Regions from separate parts of the Podarcis muralis genome. Here region 1 is linked to region 2. A link is a contact called in public Hi-C data. All regions are on one chromosome and are shown on one strand. The core of a region is the stretch at or near the end of the contact, and the rest is flanking DNA. Distances in the headings are between cores, read along the strand shown. Region 1 holds the start of TMED7 (transmembrane p24 trafficking protein 7). Region 2 holds the start of ARL14EPL (ARF like GTPase 14 effector protein like).

Region 1 (5,369 bases), core at 2,444-4,943, 150 kb after region 2:
AGGAACATGGATACAAATCTTCAAAATCTGTAGACTATGCAAGTGCAACAAAGGAGTAATTGTCCAATACGTAAATGTCCCTTGTTGTGCTAACAATCCCTTCTTGGTGGTTGGGGCTGCCAAAACGTTTTATACCATCATAATTACCTGTGAAGTAGCTACCTGATAGGAATATCTTTTTTATTCCCTGGAATTTTACGCCTTCCCGTGGTGCTCTATTTTCTGAGAGATGTTCTTACTAGCATATGATCCCACCTTAACTCACAAGAACATTCTTTGGGTATAACCAGAACTTTAAAAGAATATGTTTTATTTGCAATATTTATAAGGAACTAGACTTTAGAAAACTACAGTGGAAACTCGTGTTACGTACTGTCCTCCTTGCGAACGCTTTGGGTTACAAGCTCCGCTAACCCTGAAGTAGATGCTCCCGGTTGCAAAATTTGCCCGGGATGCGAGTGGAAGTCGCGCGCCGGCAGCGCAGCAGCAGCAGGCGTCATTATGAGCGGTTTCAACTTAAGAATGGACCTCCTGAACGAATTAATTTCCTAAGGGAGGTACCACTGTATTCTGATTCAACAGCTCCCTCTAGTGAATTACAGAAATTATGGCTTCAACTGAGAAGTTTACTTTTCAATATTTCATGTGTGCTTTTTCTGACCACCTTGTTAAGTGACTCCAAGATGGTGGCTTATTTTACAAAGGTCAGCAACTTTTGGAAAACTTTATCTGTGTACCTGAGGCTGCAGTCCAGTACTCACTTGCCTGGGGAAAAGTCTCAATGAAATAAATGGAACTTAAGTCTGAATAGACATGTATGTCTATTGCACTGAGACTTTGGTTACATACAAACCATACATTTAAAGCACCCCCCTATAAAGCACCCCCCCCATATATTTCCTACTGGAAATAGTATAGGCCTGGAGAGTTAAGAGCATTCTTTTCAGTATTAAAGTATGTATTTTTGTTTGTTTGTTTGTTTGTTTGTTAAATATGTATACCTCCCTTCATCCGAAGATCACAGGGCAGCTCACAACATAAAAATACAAAATGAGAATACAAAACACATAATAAAATAAAAACTAACCCAAACCAACAACCCCCCTCCCTCCCTCACATATTTTTTATTGAATTAGCAGGGTAGGACTTTTACTGAACTTTGTGATTTGCAATTCTTATAGAAATTTTAAAAAAATTAAAAACTGGAAAGCTGATTAAATCAATGATTCAGGGAAAGACTAGATGACCCTTGTGGTCCCTTCCAACTCTGCAATTCTATAATTCTATGAAATACTCTATACTCAACAACTGTTGGCTATGGGGCCATAGGATTTGGCAGACGCCCCACTACACTGACAGAACACGAGATATTTTGTCACCATGACAGATACACCAGTGGAACACTCCATTGTCTGCTCTCTCAAGTACCCTGGAGTGTGATGTTGCCAGGGTGTTTGAGGCAGTCAAACGGAAGGAGGGAAGGAGGAAGCAGTGGAGAAATGTTAATGAAAATTATTGAGATGCTGCCTGGTAAGGTTGGCTTATTGTGCAAAACAGATGAGGGAGAAGCTTGGTTATGTAAGTTACCACCAGGAGAGAGACAGTCAAAAGGACTGGCCCTTGCAAGAGTCAGGCTATTGGTCCATGAAGGCTTCCCGGAGTTGTATGCTGGATTTAAACCAGAGATCCTCTGCATGCAAAATGTAAGGTGTTCCACCTGGCCAGGGCTCCTTAATGTGATCATGGCATCTTTGAGTAGTTTTTGGGCTGGGAGCAAGAGGGAGCAGGCACCCTTCCCCCTTTTCCCCTGGCGGGTCCTGAATTCCCATCTCCTGCTTCTCAACTCTGTGCATATCTGTATTTCTCATTGTTGATTCTTCATCTGGCCCTTTCCCTTTGGCGGTGTGACCCCCCCCCCAGTCTTTCCCTCCCTGGGTGGGATCAGAATCCTAGGGGTGATTTATATACACTTTGCAGGTACTCTGCCCAGGGAGCTTAGGCGTAAGTTGTATTACATGGCCTCTCCTTCCTTCCAGATAGTTCTTGTGAGAAGCATAAGGGATTCAAACCTCTACCCACAGAGATAGCTGGAGACTTGCTATACTATGGGCATTGCTGGCTGTGTGCCTGGGAGTGATGACTTGAGAGTGCTCTGGCATCACTGTACATGCAACAATGCTGGGGGCATGTCCTTGTTGTGGACTCTTTTGTCGGCAGTACATCTCCTGATTGTAGAGCATTCACAGTCCATTGAGGGTTGCTGGGGCACTGCCTGCTATTTCATACCACTTTTCTATGTTTTGTGTTTCCCTCCTTCTGTACCAAACTGAGCACAGGTAGAATATGGTGGCCATCCTGGTGGAATTTCACCCCCCCCCCCCGCTCAGGTATAGAGTAAAAGACTGCTTTATTCAGTAAAGGTTTGCCTTCCCCCCAGGTGATTTAAATTAATTGGCAAAGCCCAGTAGTATGGTTTTTTAATTGGAAATTAACTATACTTGCAGGTTAACCAAGTGAGTTACTTCATCACACTAAATTCTTACCGTTTGTAGATAAAAAAATGGATCATCTGCTTATTCTTTAAGAGAGATGCTTAGCAGAAAAAATGTCTGGATAACCTAACCAAGCAACAAGCAGTCTGTGCTCCTCGTATTATTAAATCATGAGCAGCAGAGTAACAATGCAGTAAGCTTTTGAATCAAGAGTTTCCTCCAGTGGTTTTAAGGTCTGCTGATTTGTTCTCAATGCTTCAGAAATCAGAGAGCGTTATAGAACTAGACAGGAAGCTTATAAACACTGTGGCTTTTCCCCAAGAGGTGGCAGCAACTTCAAAATTAGTCCCTTGGGTATTCAGAGGAAATAAGAGTATCACTTTTCATCTTCGTCAAGGACACTTATGTCAGCAATTGCAATCTAATAAAAACCTACGGGGTTGGGTGGTTTTTTTTTAGAACGGGGAAAATTATTTTTTTATCTAGTGTTTTATCTTCACATCAGCGATTTGAATAATGAGGGGTAGTGACCCTATTTTATTGCAAGGGTTGGCTAACTGAACTTAGTTTAAAGGATTTAATTTTTCATTGCTGTTATTAGTGCAATGGTTTTTAAAAAATAAAGTTTTATATAAAAAACATTGATTGTAAGTCACTGTGTGGACAGACATCTTTTGAATGTCAGCATATACTTTTAAAAAAATGAACCATGTGAACTCCTTGGAGAAAAAGGTGGGGTATAAATGCAGAAAACGAATGAACGCTGAGGTAAAATAAAATTATTTTAAGTACATACATAAGTCAACAAACACCCAGTGAGTTCAATGGGACTTACTCACTGATTATATGTGTTTAGGTGTATCTGCCAGCGAAGAAAAAAGCGTTTACACACATCCAGAGTGAGGGGTGCGACTTCCACACGCCGCCCTTCGGCGCCTCTTTCTCCACCTCAACTGAGCACAGGCCGCCGCCGCCGCCGCCTCTTTCCCGCTTCCCAGAAAACTCCCTCACCCGCCCTATCGGCCGTCACCCGGCAACATCCAATCAGCGCCTCGCCTGGAAAGCGCCAATAAGAACGTCTCGCGGCTGGCGTGGACTCGTTCTAGCTCTCCTAGCTCCCTCAAGCCCCGCCCGCCTCTTTTGCCTAGTCCCCGCCCCCTCCCCCTTCTCCCTTCAAAGAACACCACGTCTACAATTGACAACTCACCCGGAAGTTTCTGCTGCCGGAGCCCGGTCACTTCCGGGTCGTCGGCTCCGCTTCGTTCCCCTCCTTTTTTTTTTTCCTTCGGCCACGCCGCAGGTGGGAACCGGCTTACATCCGGCTCCCTTCGCAGGTGAGGTTGGGGTGCGACGCCCACCTTCGCTAGGCCTCGGGCGAAGCCGACGCTTTGATCTCACTTTCCTTTCTCGCTTTTCGCTTTTCAGTTCACCCTTCAGCGCTTGCGGCCGAGAGATGTTGCTGAGGAGCTGGCAGGGCCCCGGAGCCTCCCTGAGGTTGCCGGCTGCGGCGCTGCTGCTGCTGCTGCTGCTCAACCTGGGCTGGTCTGTCCGCGCCTCGGAGATCACCTTCGAGTTGCCAGATAACGCCAAGCAGTGCTTCTATGAGGAGATCGTGCAGGGCACCAAGTGTACCCTGGAGTTCCAGGTAAGGGCGCCTCGCACGCCAGACAGGCCCTTGTTTCTTGTGAGAGCTGTCTTTTAGTTGCCTGCCTTTGGGTTATTCTAGAATACCTCAGGTTAAGTACTTAATTCGTTCCGGAGGTCCGTTCTTAACCTGAAACTGTTCTTAACCTGAAGCACCACTTTAGCTAACGGTGCCTCGTGCTGCTGGAGCAGATTTCTGTTCTCATCCTGAAACAAAGTTCTTAACCTGAAGCACTATTTCTGGGTCTGTAACCTGAAGCGTCTGTAACCTGAGGTACCACTGTAAGTGCTTTGGTGTAATTAGAGGCAGGCGCGCGTGGCGCTGTGGGTTAAACCACAGAAGCCTAGGACTTGCCAATCAGAAGGTCGGCGGTTCGAATCCCCGCAACGGGGCAAGCTCCCATTGCTCAGTCCCTGCTCCTGCCAACCTAGCAGTTTGAAAGCACATCAAAGTGCAAGTAGATAATTAGGTACCACTCTGGCGGGAAGGTAAACGGTGTTTCCGTGCGCTGCTCTGGTTCGCCAGAAGCGGCTTAGTCATGCTGGCCACATGACCCGGAAGCTGTATGCCGGCTCCCTTGGCCAACAAAGCGAGGTGAGCGCCGCAACCCCAGAGTCGGCCACGACTGGACCTAAAGGTCAGGGGTCCCTTTACCTTTACCTAGGCAGGCAATATTGTGATTTAAAATTACCCCCTAAAGCAGACACTGAAAAGCCAACGTGGAGCGGGGAGATCTACCTTCTTGTCTTCTTTTTTGCAGCTTTTTATGTTTAGGTTCCTGCATTGCAAGGAGTTGGGCTAGATAAGCCTTGGGGACCCTTCCAATTCTACAATTCTGTGTTCCTCAAATGAGGGGTGGGGTGGGGCACAAATAGGGAATTCTTCCCTTTCTGCTGCTGCTTGTAGAATGCAAACAGGTGGTTCAGGAACTCTTTTTCCAGTTAACTTTGGTTTGGTTATTTCAGTTCTTGCATTTAATCTTCAAAGGATAATATAAATGTGTACTGATATCTTTCCTTGTGTGATGTTTCAGTATATCTCGTGTGTCTGTCTGTATCCACTCACTGTTTTATATTGTGCCTAAGGTTCTGTTTTATTTCTCTGTGTATGTTAATTTGTGAGTGCTCGGCCCTGAAAGGTAACTATTAAGCAATTGAAATTTAAAAAGTGGGAGATGTAATTGAAATAGTCAGATACTGTCTAAGATAACATGTTGAGATGTTTCAAAGTGA
Region 2 (5,244 bases), core at 1,039-3,538:
GGGGTACACATACCCCTAAACATTTTGTGAATCTTTGTACTTTTGTCCATTTACTGTACTTATTTTTCCCGATTTGAACAATAAAATGGTCATTTTCTTAAGTCAAAATGAGAATACCCCTAAACATTTTTTTAGAAAAAAAGCACTGCCTGGCACCATCTTTATGAAATTTCCAGCACCAGGTGAAGAGTTATCTATTCTTTAATTAACTCTTTATAATCTCAATCTCTCAGCCTTAAAATGAGTTTTGAATTGTGCTTCAGTGGTTTTTTAAAATTAATTTGTTATAGTTTTTTGTGTTTATACTGTTTTTAAATGTTGTTTTTCCTTTGTGAGACGTCCAGAGAATTCCTGCTATGGGAAAACATTATTATTAATTATTCATATTAATCAAACTTATTAGTTGCCCTTTTACAAAATGCAACTCAAATAAATGCAATAAATAATCAACAGCCTAGTACTTACTGTCTGAAGCTGTGACACATTGTCTCTGAGCTATATATCCCCCCCCTCCCATTAAGATGATGAAGAAAAGTACACATCACTTTATTGACAGCATAAAGTCTATCCTCTATTTCCTTTGTCCCATAAGGACCCTTGTCAGTAGAAAGATGGTTGAAAATATGGGCATCTTGCAGCACTTAGGAATATTGGAGCTGCTAAATAGCTAGGTTGGGGGATCCAAACCTAAGAGAGATCTAGGCATGTTATACATTTGTATCAATACTAAGGTTCCAGACAGATTTCTAACGGGAGGAACCCCCTGGTTGGAAAATGTAAACTTTTATTTTATTGTTATTTACTAAATTTGTATACCACCATTCATCCTCAGGGCAGTTCGCACACACACACACACACACACAAAATACAATATAAAAACCACAGCGTGGATCAACTTAAAATTTCATTTTCTATAGTGTAATTTAGAAAAGAAGACACCTTTTGAAATATAGAAATAAATAATATGTGTGCACTCAGATATCCTACCTGTTGTTTTTGCTCTTTAGTGCAAGTGCTAATTGCTCCTACCAGCCCCGCAGCCGCAGATTGTTCTCCTGCTGGACCATTTCCTTCTGAGGAACCTTCCATTGTCAAAGGTACGCAAAACCTAAAATGGGAGGTTTACAATGTATACAGGTGAGGCATGTGCCAGACTTTAGGCAGCTAAAGATTTTCAAAGATGGCAGCAACGAGACATTTTATAGGGCACATTAACCTAGATACAGAACCCTTTCTCTCCCATAGTAACTGAACCCAGATTTTTTATTATTCATTCTTTCTTACATTACTCCCCTGGCCCTTCAAAAAATCCCACGGATATACTTCATCTCCACATGTTAATTCCTGCAAGAGTACTTCTAAAGCTTCAGAAGGCACAACGAAAATGTTTAAAAAAAAACAACGGCAGATTAGGACAATTTGAGGGCTACTTAATCTAATAACATTATCAGCAAGAATGACAAACAGCCTCGTGGCACATTAAAAAAAGAAACCTAACAAATTTGTTGCGACAGGAAACTACATCAGATGCATATGCCGTAATAATACATTTGTAAGTGTTTAACGTGTCACAAAGCTCTGCTGGCTGTGGGCAAACAAACTAACAGAATTATCAGAAAGCCAGTGACAAGAATACATTAGAGATACAGTGGTACCTCGGGTTAAGAACTTAATTCGTTCCGGAGGTCTGTTCTTAACCTGAAACTGTTCTTAACCTGAAGCACCACTTTAGCTAATGGGGCCTCCTGCTGCTGCCGCGCCACCAGAGCACGATTTCTGTTCACATCCTGAAGCAAAGTTCTTAACCTGAGGTACTATTTCTGGGTTAGCAGAGTCTGTACCCTGAAGCGTCTGTAACTTGAGGTACTACTGTATATTAAAAGGTATTGAAGCCAGTACAGTGGTACCTCGGGTTAAGAACCTAATTCTTTCCGGAGGTCCATTCTTAACCTGAAGCACCATTTTAGCTAATGGGGCCTCCCACTGCCACCACACAATTTCTGTTCTCATCCTGAAGCAAAGTTCTTAACCCGAGGCACTATTTCTGGGTTAGTGGAGTTTGTAACCTGAAGCATCTGTAACCTGAAGCATCTGTAACCCGAGGTACCACTGTGTACTATAAAGGTCTACAAATGTTCACTTGGCTTTCTAGCCAAGCCACCAACAATCCTCAGTACTAATTCTAACCTCACCCACCACCTCCCTGGCCCGTGCAGAAGACGACTGCTGAAAGACACCAGGTTTTTGGGGTACTGCAATAAGGATAAGCTTTTGGTTTCTACCCCTGATGTGTAAGTCTGAGCCTGTCTTCCCTAATCCGAAGCCCTCCAACTATATTGGACTACAACTCCCATCAGCCCCACCCAACATAGAGGACTCAGGAAGGAGGCGGAGCCTGGCCTGAATTGCACCAGAAATCTAGCTGAGATTAAAAAAAAGAATATGAGGAGATATGGCGGCTGCTTTTATTCTTAGGCAAATTAGCTGCAGGCGTGAGAGCCTCTCTGAGGCTGCCTTGGGGGTCTCTCCCACCAAGCCCCCAACCCTTGAGGAGATCTAGATACTATATATGCTATATACTAATCTCCTCAAGGGGGTGGGGGCTTGGTGAGAGAGACCCCCAAGGCCGCCTCAGAGAGGCTCTCACGCCTGCAGTTAATTTGGCTTAGAATAAAATAAAATATATGTTTGGCTAAGAATATATTATAAAATATATATTTGGAGATTACACACACAGGGTTTCTTTCAGGTCAAGTTTTTTACCAATCAGGAATGGAGGTCATGGAAATAAGCTGAATAAATCAGGAGCTGGAATTGGGCCAATGTGCTTTCCTGTCCCCGTTCCTCTGCACCAAAACAAAAATCTTCCAGGATTTGTTAAAGGCTGCTTCTCCTTGTGTGTATAAGCCCTTCTTCCTCTCATCCCACCTCACTTCAGAGAACAATGTATCTGGCTTCTCCCTCTTTATAGTCAGAAAGCTCAGTTAATTGCAGGGACTTCTATCCATTCTAACTATATATTTTCATTTCTTTTTGTATATAATTTTATTAAGTTTTCTGTTTTACAATTTAAAACACTCATTTTACATCTTTAAGATACCAATTACTTCCCTTCTTCTCTTTCCATGGTTCATTTTGCATATCATAAACCCCTCATATTTTACAAATAAACTATTCCATTATTGCACCCATCCAAACTTGTCTACACTGTTGAATTTATCTTAACGCTTCCAGCGTTTTCAGCTGTACACAATTATTTCCCATATATTCAATAAACCTTTTCCAATCTTCTTTAAATGTATGTTCTTTTTGTTCTGTGTGTTAAATCTGCAAGTTGTGCACGTTCTGTCAACTAAAGTTGTTGCCATTCTTCTTTAGTTGGGACCTCGCCCGTTTTGCATTTTGGGGTAATTGCAGGGACTTTTTAATGACGAAACAGCTTTAGACAGCTTTCCTTAAAGGTGACGATATTTCCAAAATATAAGATAAAAAACAAATAAACTAAAACCTACATACAGCAACAATGTTTTGTGTTGTGTAGGCTCCTATGGTATAAGTAATGGGCCCCGCCTGCTCGCCTGCTCCCTAAAATATCACTGGTTTTCTCATTTCTATATCAATTACTTTGATAAAACACATATTCTGTTATCTGCAAATGGCTTTAGATACCTATTAGGTTCATAAATTACCATATAGCACATATTCAACACAAAAAGCAGCGGCAATTTGTTGTTGACAAAGGACAGCTGGACATATAAAGGGCCCCATTACCTTCAGTAGCTGAGGGCCTCATCAAACCTAAATCTGGCTCTGAGCAGGGCGCGTCGTTTTAAGGGGTGAAATTTATTTCCCCCAAAATTTATTCAGTGAGGAGGTCTTTAAAATATTGTTTTTGGGTGTGAAAAATTCAAACCTGCTTTTTTTGTGACTGGACAACATTTAGCTTAGTAAATTTAAGATTACCACAGAACCACAGAATTGCAAAATTGGAAAGGACCACAAGGTCCAACCCCACATTGCAGGAATCAGTGTGGGGCTGGAACCCACAGCCCTGAGATTAAGAGTCTCCTAAGAACTGCTTTCAGAAAACCAAAGAATTTTAATTTTACCTTCTGAAAACGTCAGGTAATATAGAATACGTAACTGCAAATACTTGGCCATGCTTTTTAACAACTTCTGTGCAATTTCTCACACATTTTACTTACCAAGCAAAACTAAATTATATTATTTTAACCCGAATATGTTTTGAATTCCCAAGTCGCGTTAGAACTTTTTAGCACCCTTCGCTTTTGGAAGCTGGAAGTTTAAAAAGTCCACACACCCAACTCTCACATTTCATTTACCTGCAAATGTTTTATTTTTATCTGAAACTCATGTGCTGCCCTGTTGCATAATGCCCAAAAGGGAAACACCAAACTCCATTTGCAGTGATGAGGCCAAAAACACTGGCACCTAAGACAAAAAATCCAAATGGTGCTCTCAACTGTGGTAAAAAATATATATATATAAAACTAAGTAACTGACAATTTGCTGTTTTTAAATGGTACTCAAATTCTGATATTTGAAGTTGACCACCACACTCTTTCTCACTGTAGGGCCAATTCCAGAAGCAGTGGCATCACTGTGTTACTCTTTATCTTAAATATGAGTTCTGCTGTCTTAACATCTGCTATGTAGGCCACACATATAACACAGGCCTGCTGTGCCATCTCACTTCATTGCAATGTTATTTCCATCAGCGGTCACTGAAAAGTACAGTGGTACCTCGGGGTACATATGCTTCAGGTTACATACGCTTCAGGTTACAGACTCCGCTAACCCAGAAATAGTGCTTCAGGTTATGAACTTTGCTTCAGGTTGAGAACAGAAATCGTGCTCCGGTGGTGCAGCCCCATTAGCTAAAGTGTTAAGAACAGTTTCAGGTTAAGTACAGACCTCCGGAACGAATTAAGTACTTAACCCAAGGTACCAATGTATTTCATGAAGTTTAAAAAACTGAAATTGGGGGCTTTCTGAGTGGTCACGCCAAAAGGCCCTGTGTCGATTTGAAGTAAGAAACAGGACTTTAAAAAAAAACCAAAATGAATTTTTTCCCTTAAAAACAAACAAACAAAAAACCTGTACAGCAACATGTAATATGTAGTTAAACTAATATGCCATTAGGTGTCACTATTGTTCTATGAAGGCGCAAGGACAGTATCATGCCACTCGAGGAATGAAAAATATGTTTCTTTTTGACACAGA

What was found. Hi-C and Micro-C count contacts between places; a contact is called where the count stands out from the background.
Region 1: a Hi-C map of blood shows a contact between it and region 2, with 6 times the contacts expected there. The contact joins the promoter of TMED7 here to the promoter of ARL14EPL in region 2. A contact is called at or near these places in 2 of 3 Hi-C or Micro-C datasets (blood and tail).

The regions. Positions count from the first base shown.
Region 1 is chr11:23,132,095-23,137,463 of rPodMur119.hap1.1, forward strand. It overlaps TMED7 (transmembrane p24 trafficking protein 7), which reads left to right and starts at 3,694. Exons shown (of 4, transcript XM_028748676.2): 1 at 3,694-3,826; 2 at 3,918-4,137. The coding sequence starts at 3,946.
Region 2 is chr11:22,983,009-22,988,252 of rPodMur119.hap1.1, forward strand. It overlaps ARL14EPL (ARF like GTPase 14 effector protein like), which reads right to left and starts at 2,289. Exons shown (of 5, transcript XM_077936118.1): 1 at 2,188-2,289; 2 at 988-1,108. The coding sequence starts at 1,089.